5 separate regions of the Mus musculus genome follow, and regions 1, 2, 3 and 4 are each linked to region 5. Evidence: chromatin contacts called from public ChIA-PET, HiChIP or PLAC-seq and promoter capture Hi-C data. All regions are on one chromosome and are shown on one strand. The core of a region is the stretch at or near the end of the contact, and the rest is flanking DNA. Distances in the headings are between cores, read along the strand shown. Region 1 has its middle 79 kb from the start of Npy. Region 2 holds the start of Npy (neuropeptide Y). Region 3 has its middle 100 kb from the start of Gm38805. Region 4 holds the start of Snx10 (sorting nexin 10). Region 5 holds the start of 5430402O13Rik (RIKEN cDNA 5430402O13 gene).

Region 1 (2,700 bases), core at 170-2,669, 820 kb after region 5:
GTATAGTAGGACAGGTTTTTTTTATTATTATCATTAAAAATGCATAAACACAGATTTCTTTTCAAGTTTCTTTTGTCTGGAATTTCGTGACGGCCTCTCTCTCAGATGTCATGAATGAGCCCCAGCAAAAGCTGTCTGGGATCAGGATCCACACACTGAGTGTGGCAGGGTACCAGAATCAGTAGGGAGGAGTGCTCTGGGATAGCTCACGAGGTAGAAAATGTACAGAAACTCGAAGGTTAGAACGTTGAGTGGAGTTTTAAGTGCAGCATCAAATAGAAACCAAAACTATCTCCCACCTGCCCCACACACTTACCCTAAATTTCTAAGGACTACAGAACACAAAGAAGTTGATCTTTCTTTTTTTTAAAGTAATGCTATTCTTAACTATGTATATTTGTGGGGTGGGCTTATATGGGTATGGCATAAGTGCCTGTTCCTGTGGAGGTCAGAAGAGGATGTCAGATCCCCCTGAAGTAGAATTTACCTGCAGTTGAACTTAAATTCCCTGTAAGAGAAGTACATGCCCAGCTATCTCTCCAATTACTTGCAATAAATTTTCTATTCATCTTTTATCAGTTGATGCACTTGGCCTGTAAAGGTGTAGAATATTAAGTGCTTCTAGTGAAACAGTGGCAGAGTGTGAGTCCCTACTCTAATGGAACTAATGATTACAAGGATCCAACTAATTTAACACTACAAACAAGTTTAAAACATACACATCACTTAGTACAGGCCCTGCCTCTGATGCAAAGGAGGTAAAAAGGGCCAGGGTATGTGTTCTTCCAAAGCCCCAGATTGCCTATCCTTCAAAGCAGAAGCAAGCTGAGTTTCCTTCTACTCAGTAGATGGGAAGATAAGTACAGATTCAAGGAGTCCATGTAACTCTTAGCTCCAGTCCATTAGAAGAACATTTCTTACCCAAATGAAGGTAAGCTGAGAAGCAAGAACTATGTCTGCATGAATGAATAGGCCAGCTATAAGTTGCTGAAATCAATGATTAGAGGCGGGTCCTATAGACTTGAGCAGCTAAGTTCAAGATCAAAGAGGGGTGATATAGGTCATTCTCTAAAATAGAGGCTGCTCTTTAAGATACTGAAATACCAGTAAGTTGATAGTGAATGGAGAACAGAGACATCGGGTTGTGAAATCAATACTGGAGAGGTTCACCATCATGGGTGACTTCATAACAGTCTGTCACTAAAAGCTCCAAAAGTGTCATCTCATGTGGCCATTCAGGCCTTCAAAGGAGAAACTAATAAAATAAATAAATAAATAAATAAATAAATAAATAACAACTCACTTTGAGCCACTCTACTGCTACCTAAAGAGCCTCATGTCACCCTGAGTCCCAGACATGTCCTTCTTAGGTGGTAGTTCTGCGTGTTCTGAGAAAAGGAAGTGACTAATTCTAGACCCTCCTTCAGCTGCATGGTAAATCATCTCCAGAAACCTTGCTTTACAGAGGAGCTGGCGCTCTAATTGTCCCGAGGAAGAATGAGCAATGCCAGCTGTGAGCTGGAGGGATGCAAAATCTCTGTGAGTAACTGAAGGCCCCACTGAATCTGACTGGAAGTAAGTTTAGGGCAATCTTTTTCATGTTTAAAAATAAAACCAAATCAGGAAGTATGGGAAGGGGAGGACTCAAGGTCCAAGAAGAGTATTTGTTGCAACAGACTCAAAATACCTCTTCTCCTACCATCAGGAGACAGGGAGAAACAACACTGGAATCCATCTATTCTGGGCTCCTGACCGCCCACTGAGCAAAGTTTCCCTGGTTAGACGTATTTTTGTTTGTTTGTTTTCCTTCATTCGTCTACTGTCTTCTTTCATTATTCTTGTTCCCTTTACCCTTAAGAACTTCAAGTGTTCACAAACTTGTTCTCTACCACTCCAAGAACGTGTCCAAGATGTTAATCTTCATCTCAGCCCTGTCAAATGGTCTGGAGGCTGCCTTGGTTCAGGTCCCCCAGAGGCTGACACTCAAGGTGGATTAGCTACAGAAGAGTTTAAATGGAATGAGTGTCCCTAGGATATGGAGGAGCTGGGAGGACAGGAGGAGCCTATGGATCATTGTGTAGATCTGATGCCTGTGTAGGGAGGAGAGAGGAGGCAGGTCTGGGAAAAGAGAAGCCTTGGGCTGTGCTGAGCTCTGAGAGCATCTCAACAGTCTCTACCAACTCCTCCAGTCTGAGAGCTCCCATGACTTACAGGAATGAGCCTGCATGGCTCCTCAGGACATGGTCTTTGTCTTGGCCAGTTGTGGGACGACTGAAGATAATCACATACAAAGGAGCTGCTTGAGCTATTGGCCACTTTTACTCCCCAAAGCAAGAAATCTCTGGAAATGGAGTGTTTTCATGGCCACTGAGACCAGGTGTCAAAGTCTGTTGAGGAATGAGGGTGCCCCCTTCTCCATGTTTCTCCTCTGATTATGTCTGTGCACTGTTCTTCCATTCCCCTCCAGACTGACAACTCCTACTCCTCCATTCCTAAACTGGGAGCCCAGAGAACTGGGATCAGGTGCCAAGGAAGGCACCAACCCTCCTCTGAGCCCATCCCCCAGGTCAATGTTAGAAAGGGGTAACTGGTCATGCCTAGGTTACGACCACCCCCAGGATGATTCTCTGTGTCTAAGGGGATCAGCTTCCAGATACTGATTTCCATGGGTTTGCAGGTGAGGAACAATTTCCAAAAAGA
Region 2 (2,700 bases), core at 175-2,674, 740 kb after region 5:
CCTACACCTTTACACTTCTGCACCCCTGCCCAATGCAGGCCTTTCCCCCGAGATATGTGCTGGGTAAATCTCCAACTGATGTAAGCAAAAAAGGCAGGAAAGGTAAGTGGCAGACAGAGGACAGCCTAGAGGCACTGAACCTTGGGCTTGGGTCTTGGAGAGAAAGTCTAGTGACAAAGACAATGTATCCAGTTTGTGGAGTGTGTACCCAGCTCACATATTTATCTAGAGCTGAATTTATGTCTGATCCTGCCCTATGAACAAGGAGAAAGAAATGATCCCTGATGTCCAAGATCTCCAGAACCGCAAGTTTTCCCGGCTCTAGGTACCAGCCGCGTATGCACCCACCTCTGTCTGGTGATGAGATTGATGTAGTGTCGCAGAGCGGAGTAGTATCTGGCCATGTCCTCTGCTGGCGCGTCCTCGCCCGGATTGTCCGGCTTGGAGGGGTACCCCTCAGCCAGAATGCCCAAACACACGAGCAGAGATAGAGCGAGGGTCAGTCCACACAGCCCCATTCGCTTGTTACCTAGCATCTGTGGATACAGAAGGCTCAGACTTGGAGATGCTGAGATTGCTCGTCTTTGTCCCAATTCCAGCTATCACTCTAGACCCTCATCTAATCCCATCCCAGACCCTAGAATAAAAGCCCAGACTGGGCAGGCGCCACTTCCAAATCTTTAGAAGACCACTTGCCCCGACCTGGATCTTCTGCCCCGTCCACATATTTCAGAAAACTTCCTCCGATTCTCCTGGTGAGAGGCAGAGGTCCCCTTTTCAGAACAGAATTGGAAGTTCTGCCCTCTATCTTAAAGAATGACCACTTTTCTCCTCTCGTTCCTAAATCACCCTTGGAGGAGAAAACTTTTCTTCTGGGTTGCTTTTGATTTGTGTGGCTACAAGCGCTGTGACAGTCGGATACCCAGAGGCTCAGTTCGGATTTTGGAGGCAACAGAGCTCACCGTGCTAGAGACAATACTTGGGGGAATCTCCCACTAGGAGCACACATGCAATCTGGGTTCCTGGTTGTAACCAACCAACCAACCAAACAAACAAACAACCAAACAAAACCCCACCGCTGCCCTGGGATAGGTGTTCCCAGGTTCTTCTCCCTACCCTCAAAAGATAAGAGGCACGGAGGCGGGGCGCCCAGATTGGAGGGTCCCGGGGAAGGGCAGGTGGACAGTAGAACCTGAGTCCAGCAAGTGAAATTTAGGCGCCCCAAAGAGCTGGGTGTCAAGCTGGCAGAGCAAGCTCAGGGGACCGGCTGCGGGGCAAGTTCACTGGCGTCTGGGAGCCCGCGCCCCTGTCCCAGTTGATCCTGGCACTCACCGTGGCGGGCGGGCAGTCGTCGCTGAGCGGCGGGTGCTCTGCTCTGGGTGCCTCTGTGAGAGAAGAGATCCACCGGTGGGATGCGGAGAGCGGGTCGCCCACAGGCTTTTATGGAGCGCCCTTGTCGCGGCAGGAGGGGCCTCGGGGGCAGTCACGCCCGGGTGACTCCCACAGCCACTTCCCGCCCCCAGCGGCGGGGGAGGAGGCTGGAGCCACTGCCGCTCGAGTGGCGGCGTCTGGAGCCACCCACACCCCAATTCTAAGCGGCCCGCTCTGCGGGGAGAAGGGAACAGTCAAGAGTGAGCACCCTCGGAGCCCTCTCTCTATCCCCGACCGTCGAGTCCCGCTAGGGAGATGAAGCGGGACCGCTTAGGTTGCCTGTCGCGGGAATTGTCAGCTCTCTGCGTGCGGGTCTGTAGGGACCTGAATATTCTACTTGGGGAGCATATCTGGGGCCCGCGGGATAACTGCGCGCTCTGGGAGGGAGGCAGGCGAGCGAGGTTTTTCCCGCTCCCGGTGCAGGTGTGCGGGACCGCAAGGTCCCAGTGGCTTCCATAGACCCATTGGATCTACTGGTCTCCCCAAAAGGTGGGCCCTCCCCCAAGCACTCTCCCCAACGCTGCTAGCCGGGTTCGGCCTCAGCCAGAAACTCCCCGAGGCTGCCACTGGGAGCCCGCGGTCCATGAGCTTCTGTATCTAGAGTGGAAAGTGGCGGCGATTCGCACCCCTGTCTGTAAACCCTGTGAAGTCCCGAGTGAGCTTGGTTAGCGTCTGAATGAGCACTTGCTTTCAGATTGAAATGGAGCAGATTAAAAAACCAACACCAGTGTGCTTGTCGCGTTAAACTTGTTGAATAAATATGAACGATATTGAAGTTATGTTTACCAGATAGGGATTTTTACAAGGTACGCTTGAGTAAGTGCCCCTGGAAGTTTGAATCTAAGTGAAATGGTCCATTGCTAAAGTGGAATTTACGCGTTATTTTAAAGCTAAACTAAATGATTTCGTTTGAGTGTCACTTTGCGGGTTGTTTAAATAGTGCTAAATTGACTACTAATAAGAGGGAGAGAGGGAGGGAGGGAGAGAGGGAGGGAGGGAGGGAGGAAGAGAGAGAGAGAGAGTGAGAGAGAGAGAGAGAGAGAGAGAGAGAGAGAGAGAGAGAGAGAGAGACTATGTGATCGAATGATAAACCAGAACAACAATATCCCTCGCAGCTGGAAGACTTCACTTTCCCTACGTCAGAAACCTGCACCAGGGCCACAAACACTGAGCTGTCAGGGCTGCTTTTGTGCCCACATGAGGACATTTGATAAAAGGCAAAGCATCTAACAAGTCCTCTCTGATAAGGAGGAAGGCACACACTACTGT
Region 3 (2,700 bases), core at 7-2,506, 560 kb after region 5:
ATCACTGACGGTAGTCAGGGCAGGAATTGAAGCAGAGACCATGTGGAAGGATGTTTCCTGGCTTGCTTCCTCTGGCTTAAGCTCAGTTATCTTTCTTGTATAACTCAGAATTCCTTGCTCAGGGGTGGAACCCACAGTGGATTACAGAAAGCAATTAGCAAGCAAGAAAAAGTCCCACAGACATGCCCTTAGGCCAATCTGATGGAGGCAATTCCTCAGTTGAAGTTCCCTCTTCCCAGGTGACTCAATGTGTGTTAAGGTGACAAAACAAAACAAAACAAAACAAAAAAACCAAAAAAAAAAAAAATCAAACAAACAAACAAAAACCAACACAACAACAACAACAAAACCAAAACCAAAACTGGTTGGTTCCCTTACCCAGCAGCCCTAAGAACCCATCTGGAGTTGAAGTCCATTGTGTGGCACATGTGACTTTGAGATTTGTGTTGTAACACAATCCCACTGTGGACGCTAAGAGTTGCTGAAGCAGAGATAGATGGGCGAAGGGCAGACACTAGCAGACAGGAACAAGAGATGGAGTCTTGGCAAACATGGTTCCTTGCCTAAGACAGCAGGAGAGTCAGAGCTGGTGGCAGGGACAGTGAATCAAGTGCCAAATTGTTCTTCCCAGTGCCTCTGAGGAAAGTGTCTGACAGCGAGTTTGACGTGCTGTAGCCTCCTCCTGAACAATGTGCCTCCCTTTGGTTCCTTATTGGAGCATCAGGGTGACGCCTGTTCCTTGATGATGGGACTCTGGCTTGCTTTCCCTTCTTTTTCTAAGATTCCTTCTGGTTTCCCTACCATTTGCTGCCTTCCTAGGCTGCAGACTGGCTCATTAACGACCGCCTTCTGTTCTTGCCAATCTTGTTTACCTGCCTGCAAGGCTGGTTCCAATAGTTCTGAGACCTCAGACATTTATTCTCACACATGAGTGACATTTCTCCTTTCCCAGCATCCTTCACCTCCCTGGGCTCCACGCAGCACAAGAGGATTATTTGTTTGTCAACCCATTCTGCTTCACTCAAAAAAAAAAATTGACGAGTTCAATACTAACAGTTTGCAATTGATTTGCTTGCAATGTGCTGTGAACGCCTCATTTCCACAGAGGACTAGTTCAGCTCTCCATCTTTGCTTTATCGGCAGTGATCTCCCAGCCGTGAGCCTCCTGAGCTTGCTTCCCTGTGCACAAGTGCCAAACATCACCACTTTAACCCCGCTGTCTGTCACAGCCCTGCCCGCGACGCAAACCACAAAGCTGCATCAAGTTCAAAGTTCAGAGGACTTCAGCAGAGCCCAGCCTCACACTTCCTTTGCTGCCAAGAACAGGGCCTCTTCAGAAGCATTTCTGGGCTTCTCAATGTTCCTGTGCAAGTGAGCCAGAATGTCTCTGTGTCTGCTGACTCCCTAAGGTGTTTGAAGCATCAAGGGTACCATAGTCTGTCCAAAGTCACCCTGCAGGACTGTGGCAGGCTCAATCAGATCCAGAACTTGTTTCTACTAGGCCAGACCCCTTGAACCTACTGAAGCAGTTATATTGGTACAGGCCCTGTGCTTCTATCTTTAAACAGTCAGCTGGCAACCAGGGTTTGAAGTTCCTTTGTGGAAATGAGTTCAGGCCCTTGTGTGAAGTGCAGACTGCCGTTTGAAGGGATTCTGACCGTGTCTGCCAAACGGAACACTCAGAGCTAGGAGTGAGAGAAGTGATCCAACAGTTAAGGGTGTACAGGCAAGGCTTAAACACCCCTACTTCACTTTTTCACTTTCAGCTGGCAGTTATACCCCACACTCTTCACATCCCCTTCTGGAAAATTCTAAGTCATAAGTCTTTTATGTTTTCTCTTGAAACAATTAGATTGCATTTCTCACTGAAGGTTTATTTGTGAGCACTGTTAGGATTTGTCTGCAGAAACTCCCTCTATGCTTGGACAAAGGGCCAGGGGTGGTTTCACATTAATAACAGTCTAAATTTATCGTGCATTTTCTTGGCCTCTTTGCCTTGAACATAATTTTGAAAAGACAGGAATCCAATACAACGGATGTGGTTTTGTGTTGTATACAGCTTGTCATCGTGCTACATGTAAAATATTGTAGCCCTCATATTCAGTAATAATTGATCATAAAGTCATCAATAGTAGCCATGAAGAGCAAACTCAGAGAAGTATCTTAGCAATTCAAAAGTTTAGGAAAGAGACTTTGGGCATAATCAGACCCAGCTGACTTCTTGCCTTCTCTTACTGAGAGACTTGTCTCAGCAGTCCTCAGGATTTGCTGCATCTGAGAAGCACTCTGCAGAAGCCGTAAAAGCCCCAGGGTCTGGACCCCACTCTAAATCAATTAAGAATTTCTGAAAGTGAGACCGAGATATCGGCATTTTCTATAATCTCCCAGGGCTTGCTGCTTGCAGTCAAGTTCTGAGCAGTGATCTGTCTTTCTGTAGCTGCACCCTGGGGTGGAGTCTGGTTTTAGGGGCTGGAGATAGGTTTGACTGTTCAGAGTGGATAGTTCTTCCTGTCAGATGAACACCTCAGGACAGCACGTAGAACCAGGAGGCACTTTCACTGGTAAGCCTTTGGGCATTTGAAGAGAGTATATAATTTACAACACACTAGATTATTCTATCCTCTCAGGCTAGCCAACAGGTTTCTAAGAAGCTTGCATGACCTATGAGGTAGGCGATTTTCTTTTCTACTGGCTGTCTGT
Region 4 (2,700 bases), core at 134-2,633, 960 kb before region 5:
AGAAATGAGGACTGTGTGGCAAAGGAAACACTTTAACACAGAAAGCATGATGGCGCTTATTTCAAGACCCCAAACTCGGAAGGTCTTCCCATCAGTGAAGTAAAGGAAGTGGGTAACAGTTCAGAGCAGTGGAGAAAGAAGCACGCAGGCCAGAAGGCTGCAACCCCACCCCACCACCACCATGGGCACACCTTCTTTAGGGCAGTGCCAGTCAGGCCCGTGTCTGTAGCTAAGAATGCACTGACAGAACCCGGGATGGATGGTCTGGATAACTTGAGGAAACTGCTAATGAGGTCTTGAACATCTCCACACAGTCACTTCTAAATATATCTACACTTATATCGCTATTCAAAACAGTCTGTCAGTCAACCACTCCTTTAAAAATAAACGGGAGCTGGGGTGCAGCGCAGTGGTAAAATGCTTGCTAATGACATGCTCAAGACCATGGGCCTATTCCCAGGATCAGAAGGGAGGAAGACACGGAGAGGTTGGGTGCAACCCGAATGACTGTCCCGTTGTATCCTTGCCTTAGCGACAGGAATCAAGCGAAGTCACGCTTGATTGTTGCCAGGATACTTAACCTCCTCCTTCTCCTCCTCCAGAAAAGCCCCCCTCCCCCCCCCCCCCCGATTGGCCACTGGTTGAAGGAGTTCCATAATACCCCCAGCCCACTTCCGGCCACTCCCACAAGCCCACTCCCCGGACGAGAGGGATTTTCACACACCCCTCCCACCGGGTGCATGCTGCTCCACCCTTGCAGACCTTGGTTTCCCCTGTCGCAAACTAAAAGGGTTGATGGAGATCACGAAAATTGAGATCAGTGTTCTCAATTTCTGATCCATCGCTCTCCACGCGCCTGTGCTTTGCGGAAGCAGACATCCCGTGACCATCCCCTTAACAATACTTGTAATTTTAGCAAAGGAGTGTGATGTGTCCAGAACCGATAAAACAGGCTGTTGCTTCCCAATCTCAGCAAACCCGATCATCAGCTCATCAGCGTGGGTTTCCTCCGCGGCCTTTTCCATCAATCCCACAATCCCATGAAAGAGAAAAAAAAAAAAAAAAAACCTCCCCTGGCCCTCCCAGCCTCTAAACTCAAAGGTGCCTGGCCTTGTATTCGGAAAGAAGTGGGGGTCGGGGAGAGAACCTGCTCGCTCCAGCAGCCCCGGCGTCCCCAGCCGAGCTGAGCAGGTGCCGGGGCAGGCGCGGCGCCCGCCACCCGACTCCCTCCCTAAGGCTCAGTTTACTCACACGCGGTTCTGAACGCCCGGCCCGGAGCACGGCGGAGTTTGCTGACTCAAGGCGCGGCGGCGACGAGCGCCTAAGAGCGAACCCGAGGAGCGCAGCCCCGCGTCCAGCGCACGCAGCGCCCCGCCCCGCCCTGCGCGCCCGCCGCCGCCCCCCACCCCCACCCGCCACTGCCAGCCTTAACGTAGGAAAGGCCACCTAGCTAGCGGGTCTTTCTCCCTACCCAGCAGTGAGGAATCAAGATGAGAGAAGCCAATAACAAACAAGCATGACTAGATGTTAGCAGGATCTCGATGGAGGGCATATACTGTTTGCTATAACAATATTTTTAATATCTCCGTAACTTTTTAAAAAATGTGTTTTCATGTACGATGAGGAGAAAGCTATGAGAGTCTGCCAAAGATATGTCCGGTTCCTATAGATCATCTGAGCTGGCTCTCACCCACCTGTGTGCATGGCTCAAGGCTGAGAGCACTTTTTGCCCTTGCAAAGGACCTGGCTCCCAGCATCCATACAGTAGCTCACAACTGCCTTTAACTCCAGTCACCACCCTCTTCTGCCCTAGCACTCACGTGGTGCACATACATCCAGGAAGCCAAAACAGTCATAAAATAAAATAAATAAATCTAAGGACAAAAAAGAAAGACTCAGCGAATCTTGGACCATCCAGCATCCTCCTAGAAAAGTTGTCCATGACTATATTCCATAGCTACACTGACCTCCTGAACAAAACTTGCCAAAATGCAATGTCTTATCTTAGACTCGTATCTCTGAGTGCTGCATCATTGTTTTTTTTTTTTTTTTTTTTTTGCATCATTGGTATTTAATGACCTAAAATTGCACCCAAACTATAATACATGCAACCATCGTTTGTTTTGCTTTTTGTATGTTTGTTTGTTTTTCGAGACAGCGTTTCTCCTTATACCCCTGGCTGTCTTGGAACTCACAGATTTTTGAGTTTAAGGCCAGCCTGGTCTACAAAGTGAGTTCCAGGACAGCCAAGAATACACAGAGAAACCCTGTCTTGAAAAACCAAAAAAAAAAAAAGTACAAAAACTTTACTATGAGAGCATTTAGCCCTGGAGATTGAGAATTGAATATGTGATATTTATACAGCTTAAGCCTAGGATCTTAATGTATTGTTTTAAGCAATCTGGGCACATTTCAAACCTATGTTCAAGTAATGTCTACAAAAATTCACCCTAATGGAATAGTCATTTACTTTATACTTTAAGTACTCAATAGCTGGTTTTAAACTACAATATGTTAGTATACAGTATTGGAGGACAATAGAATTTGTTATATTTTGTTTTTGTTTGTTTGGTTTTGTGTTTATTTAAGACATGGTCTTAATATATATAGCTGTCCTGGAACTCTATGTAGACCAGGATGGTTTCGAACTCACAGAGATCCGCCTGCCTCTGCCTCCCAAGTGCTGGGATTAAAGGTGTG
Region 5 (2,700 bases), core at 137-2,636:
TTTGCTACATCAGGTCTTTAAAAACTTTAAGAGTTTGATAAATAAGCCTATATACAAATAACTTAAAATAAACCTACATAAGGACTAAGTCTAAATGCTGAACGAGTACCCCCAAAAGCTAGGACAGTTTAATAACAATGAAAATACATCAGACCTCCTTATCTATGGTTCCCATATCCATGTCTTCAGAAATCAGCAGATCACATCACATACTATGTAGTTAGGCTTACAATATTCTCACCAATACAGAATGACTAGCGTTTTTGTCATTTTCCCTAAGTGACACCATACAGCACTGCATTTGGCAGTATAAGTTATAATCTAGAAATTATTTAAATATTGGGGAGATTGTGTAGATTATATACAAATATTACATCATTTCATGTGAAGGACTTAAACACCCATGGAATTCTGTATGGGTTCTGGGGATTGTTCTGGAATCAACTATCCCTGGGAATACCTAACAACTATACTCACACAAACTGACATCTTTGAGCAGATAGGACCAGTGGCTGGAAAGAGATCTATTGAGACTTTAGACCAGCCTTCTAACATCTCATGTTAATCTGATGGCGGAAGGAAAAGTGGTAGAATATAAACAAGCTCAACCAGAATATGTGAGTTCATACTGAGAAGGGCCCGGCACACACCAGGCATCTATAAACACACGATAAACTATGTCAAGGCTAGACAGAACATAGGGAATGGACCGACATTCATCTGAATTTGGGAGAGGGGAGTAATGAAGAAAACGTCCAGTGGCAGAATTTAAAGTGTCTGTGAGTTCGTTTTGAAGTACACCAGGAAAGTATGCTAAGGAGACTTCCATTTCCAATATGGTCAGAAGGGATGCCAAGTCTAGCGGATTCCCGGGAATCCTCTACTCAGGCGAATCCTGCTTCTCCCTTAAAGCTTGCCTGCACACCCTCCTCGTTTTCTACAAACACTAGGGGAAGAAAACAGGGACTCTGGGTAAGATGTGATCCTGTCTGCCACTTGTGCGTACCTTCCCCAGCTTTGAGGCTCTCACTGGGAGAGCAGGAAGATGGTTTAACAGAGTAAAGGTCACCAGCAGGCGTCCACTGCGAGGCCAGTGCAGTTGCGCCAGCCAGGAAGCCTTGACCAAGCCTGGGTAAAGGTCGCCAGCACACCGGCCGGCAGTCTCAGCACTCCCCGTGGGCGGAGGCCGAAGGAGTCCTAGGGCCGGGCGTTACCTGAGCCGAGCCACACCCGGATCCCAAGGGAGCATCGGCCCCGCTACTTGCCCTCGCCATCTCGCAGGCCAGAGGGTGACGTCACGCACGTCCACGCCTTACGTCCTAAGGCCTGTCGTAAGTGTCGGGCAAACGAGGCCTCTGAAGGAAGGGCGCCCTCTGGGCACATCCTACCATGCTAGCTCGCATGCGCGCGCACAAACCTGTCCTGGAGCCAATGAGGTGCGGTTACGTCACGGCGCAGCAGACGGCGCTACCGCACGTCGGGCCGCGGACGGGCGGAACAAGTGTGGTTGCACCGACACCGGTACATAGGCGCGGGCCGGCGTGTCCTTGGGCTAGAGCGCGGGACGTCTGTCTTCGAGTCCGAACGTTCGTGGTGTTGACCAGCCCGGAACGGTGAGCGCGCGACGGGGATGCGGACCGGGAACGGGGCGAGGAGGCCGGGGCAGGCCTAACCTACAAAGCCATGCAGAACTGTGGCACGGCTGGAGGCGGCGTGGGTGTAGGACCGGGGCCCGGAGTTCTAGAAGGAACTCGCCCGCCGCCCCTTCTGAGAGCAGAAGCTGCTGTTCCTTCAGGACTGGGCCAGTTCTTTTCCTGATTAAGCATCTGGGAGGGTGGGTTTGTAAAGTCGTAGTCACCCCTGGGATCTCAACGTGAGAGTGAGACGGTTCCTTCCCCAGTCCTCCCTCGCCTTCCCGTGCCGGACTAAAGCAAGAGAGAAGAGACTTAACCTCCTAATGAGACCGGAGCAGGCGGAAGCACTTAGGATCACCCCCAGCCTCCCTTATCTTTGGAAGTGACTTTAATCGGCAGCACTGACAGCAGTTTAGCATTCTGAAATGTTAAGAGTTGTAGTGGTTTTGCTTTAATGAGTCCGGTTTCATATTTGTGACTTTTTGACCTTGCCTTCTTCGGAAACTGGGGTTTGAGCTGTGGGTTTCCATTTCCCTTGGCATGGACCTGTCTTGAGCACAGACTTGCTTTAAAGGAGAGTCTCCTAGGTGATGTATTTGCTATTGAAGAATATTGCAAGTGGACTGAGTTAGCACCCTGCCTGGTGTTAAGAGGACATAAGAATAGCGGTTTGAATGGTCATTGGGATCCGTAGTACGTTTTACTGTTGGATCTTTTCCCTTTTAGAATTAAAAATGGGTGATGTTGAAAAAGGCAAGAAGATTTTTGTTCAGAAGTGTGCCCAGTGCCACACTGTGGAAAAGGGAGGCAAGCATAAGACTGGACCAAATCTCCACGGTCTGTTCGGGCGGAAGACAGGCCAGGCTGCTGGATTCTCTTACACAGATGCCAACAAGAACAAAGGTAACGGGGGGAGCTGCTGTCAGCCACAGCACAGGTTGCTTGGGTTAACCAGTGCAGAATTACCAGGTGTGTAAAACACTTAACCTCTGCATCTCTTTCTGTTTAGGCATCACCTGGGGAGAGGATACCCTGATGGAGTATTTGGAGAATCCCAAAAAGTACA

The links. ChIA-PET counts read pairs in DNA pulled down with a chosen protein or histone mark. HiChIP or PLAC-seq counts read pairs in DNA pulled down with a chosen protein or histone mark. Capture Hi-C pulls out chosen DNA fragments and counts their contacts.
Region 1: an H3K4me3 HiChIP or PLAC-seq map of bone marrow-derived macrophages shows a contact between it and region 5, with 4 times the contacts expected there. The contact joins the enhancer-like site here to the promoter of 5430402O13Rik in region 5. A contact is called at or near these places in 1 of 39 promoter capture datasets (embryonic stem cells) and 6 of 115 datasets of contacts at active chromatin or transcription factors (bone marrow-derived macrophages, embryonic forebrain, embryonic stem cells and 2 more).
Region 2: a contact with region 5 is called in an H3K4me3 HiChIP or PLAC-seq map of bone marrow-derived macrophages, with 4 times the contacts expected there. The contact joins the promoter of Npy here to the promoter of 5430402O13Rik in region 5. A contact is called at or near these places in 9 of 39 promoter capture datasets (the 3T3-L1 cell line, embryonic stem cells, frontonasal cranial neural crest and 6 more), 1 of 484 Hi-C or Micro-C datasets (bone marrow-derived macrophages), 4 of 115 datasets of contacts at active chromatin or transcription factors (acute myeloid leukemia, bone marrow-derived macrophages and embryonic forebrain) and 2 of 9 other capture datasets (embryonic stem cells and macrophages).
Region 3: an RNA polymerase II ChIA-PET map of memory CD8 T cells shows a contact between it and region 5, with 10 read pairs. The contact joins the enhancer-like site here to the promoter of 5430402O13Rik in region 5. A contact is called at or near these places in 1 of 39 promoter capture datasets (embryonic stem cells), 5 of 115 datasets of contacts at active chromatin or transcription factors (bone marrow-derived macrophages, large pre-B cells, memory CD8 T cells and 1 more) and 2 of 9 other capture datasets (embryonic stem cells and liver).
Region 4: a contact with region 5 is called in a promoter capture Hi-C map of adipose tissue. The contact joins the promoter of Snx10 here to the promoter of 5430402O13Rik in region 5. A contact is called at or near these places in 2 of 39 promoter capture datasets (both in liver) and 1 of 9 other capture datasets (adipose tissue).

The regions. Positions count from the first base shown.
Region 1 is chr6:49,742,135-49,744,834 of GRCm38.p6, reverse strand. No RefSeq gene overlaps it. Among named protein-coding and RNA genes, the nearest start is that of Npy, 79 kb to the left of the region's middle. Within about 2 kb of position 1,419, at least 5 of the 459 cell types and tissues checked have an H3K27ac peak or open chromatin away from gene starts, as enhancers often do. A contact at or near this core is called in bone marrow-derived macrophages, where this site is marked.
Region 2 is chr6:49,821,434-49,824,133 of GRCm38.p6, reverse strand. Npy (neuropeptide Y) reads right to left here and starts at 1,424. Exons shown (of 4, transcript NM_023456.3): 1 at 1,333-1,424; 2 at 349-536. The coding sequence starts at 536.
Region 3 is chr6:50,008,082-50,010,781 of GRCm38.p6, reverse strand. No RefSeq gene overlaps it. Among named protein-coding and RNA genes, the nearest start is that of Gm38805, 100 kb to the left of the region's middle. Within about 2 kb of position 1,256, at least 53 of the 459 cell types and tissues checked have an H3K27ac peak or open chromatin away from gene starts, as enhancers often do. A contact at or near this core is called in memory CD8 T cells, where this site is marked.
Region 4 is chr6:51,522,586-51,525,285 of GRCm38.p6, reverse strand. Snx10 (sorting nexin 10) reads right to left here and starts at 1,383. Exons shown (of 7, transcript NM_001127349.1): 1 at 1,252-1,383.
Region 5 is chr6:50,565,329-50,568,028 of GRCm38.p6, reverse strand. It overlaps 5430402O13Rik (RIKEN cDNA 5430402O13 gene), which reads right to left and starts at 1,386. Exons shown (of 3, transcript NR_027892.1): 1 at 1,007-1,386. Cycs (cytochrome c, somatic) reads left to right here and starts at 1,460. Exons shown (of 3, transcript NM_007808.5): 1 at 1,460-1,613; 2 at 2,361-2,537; 3 at 2,644-2,700. The coding sequence starts at 2,369.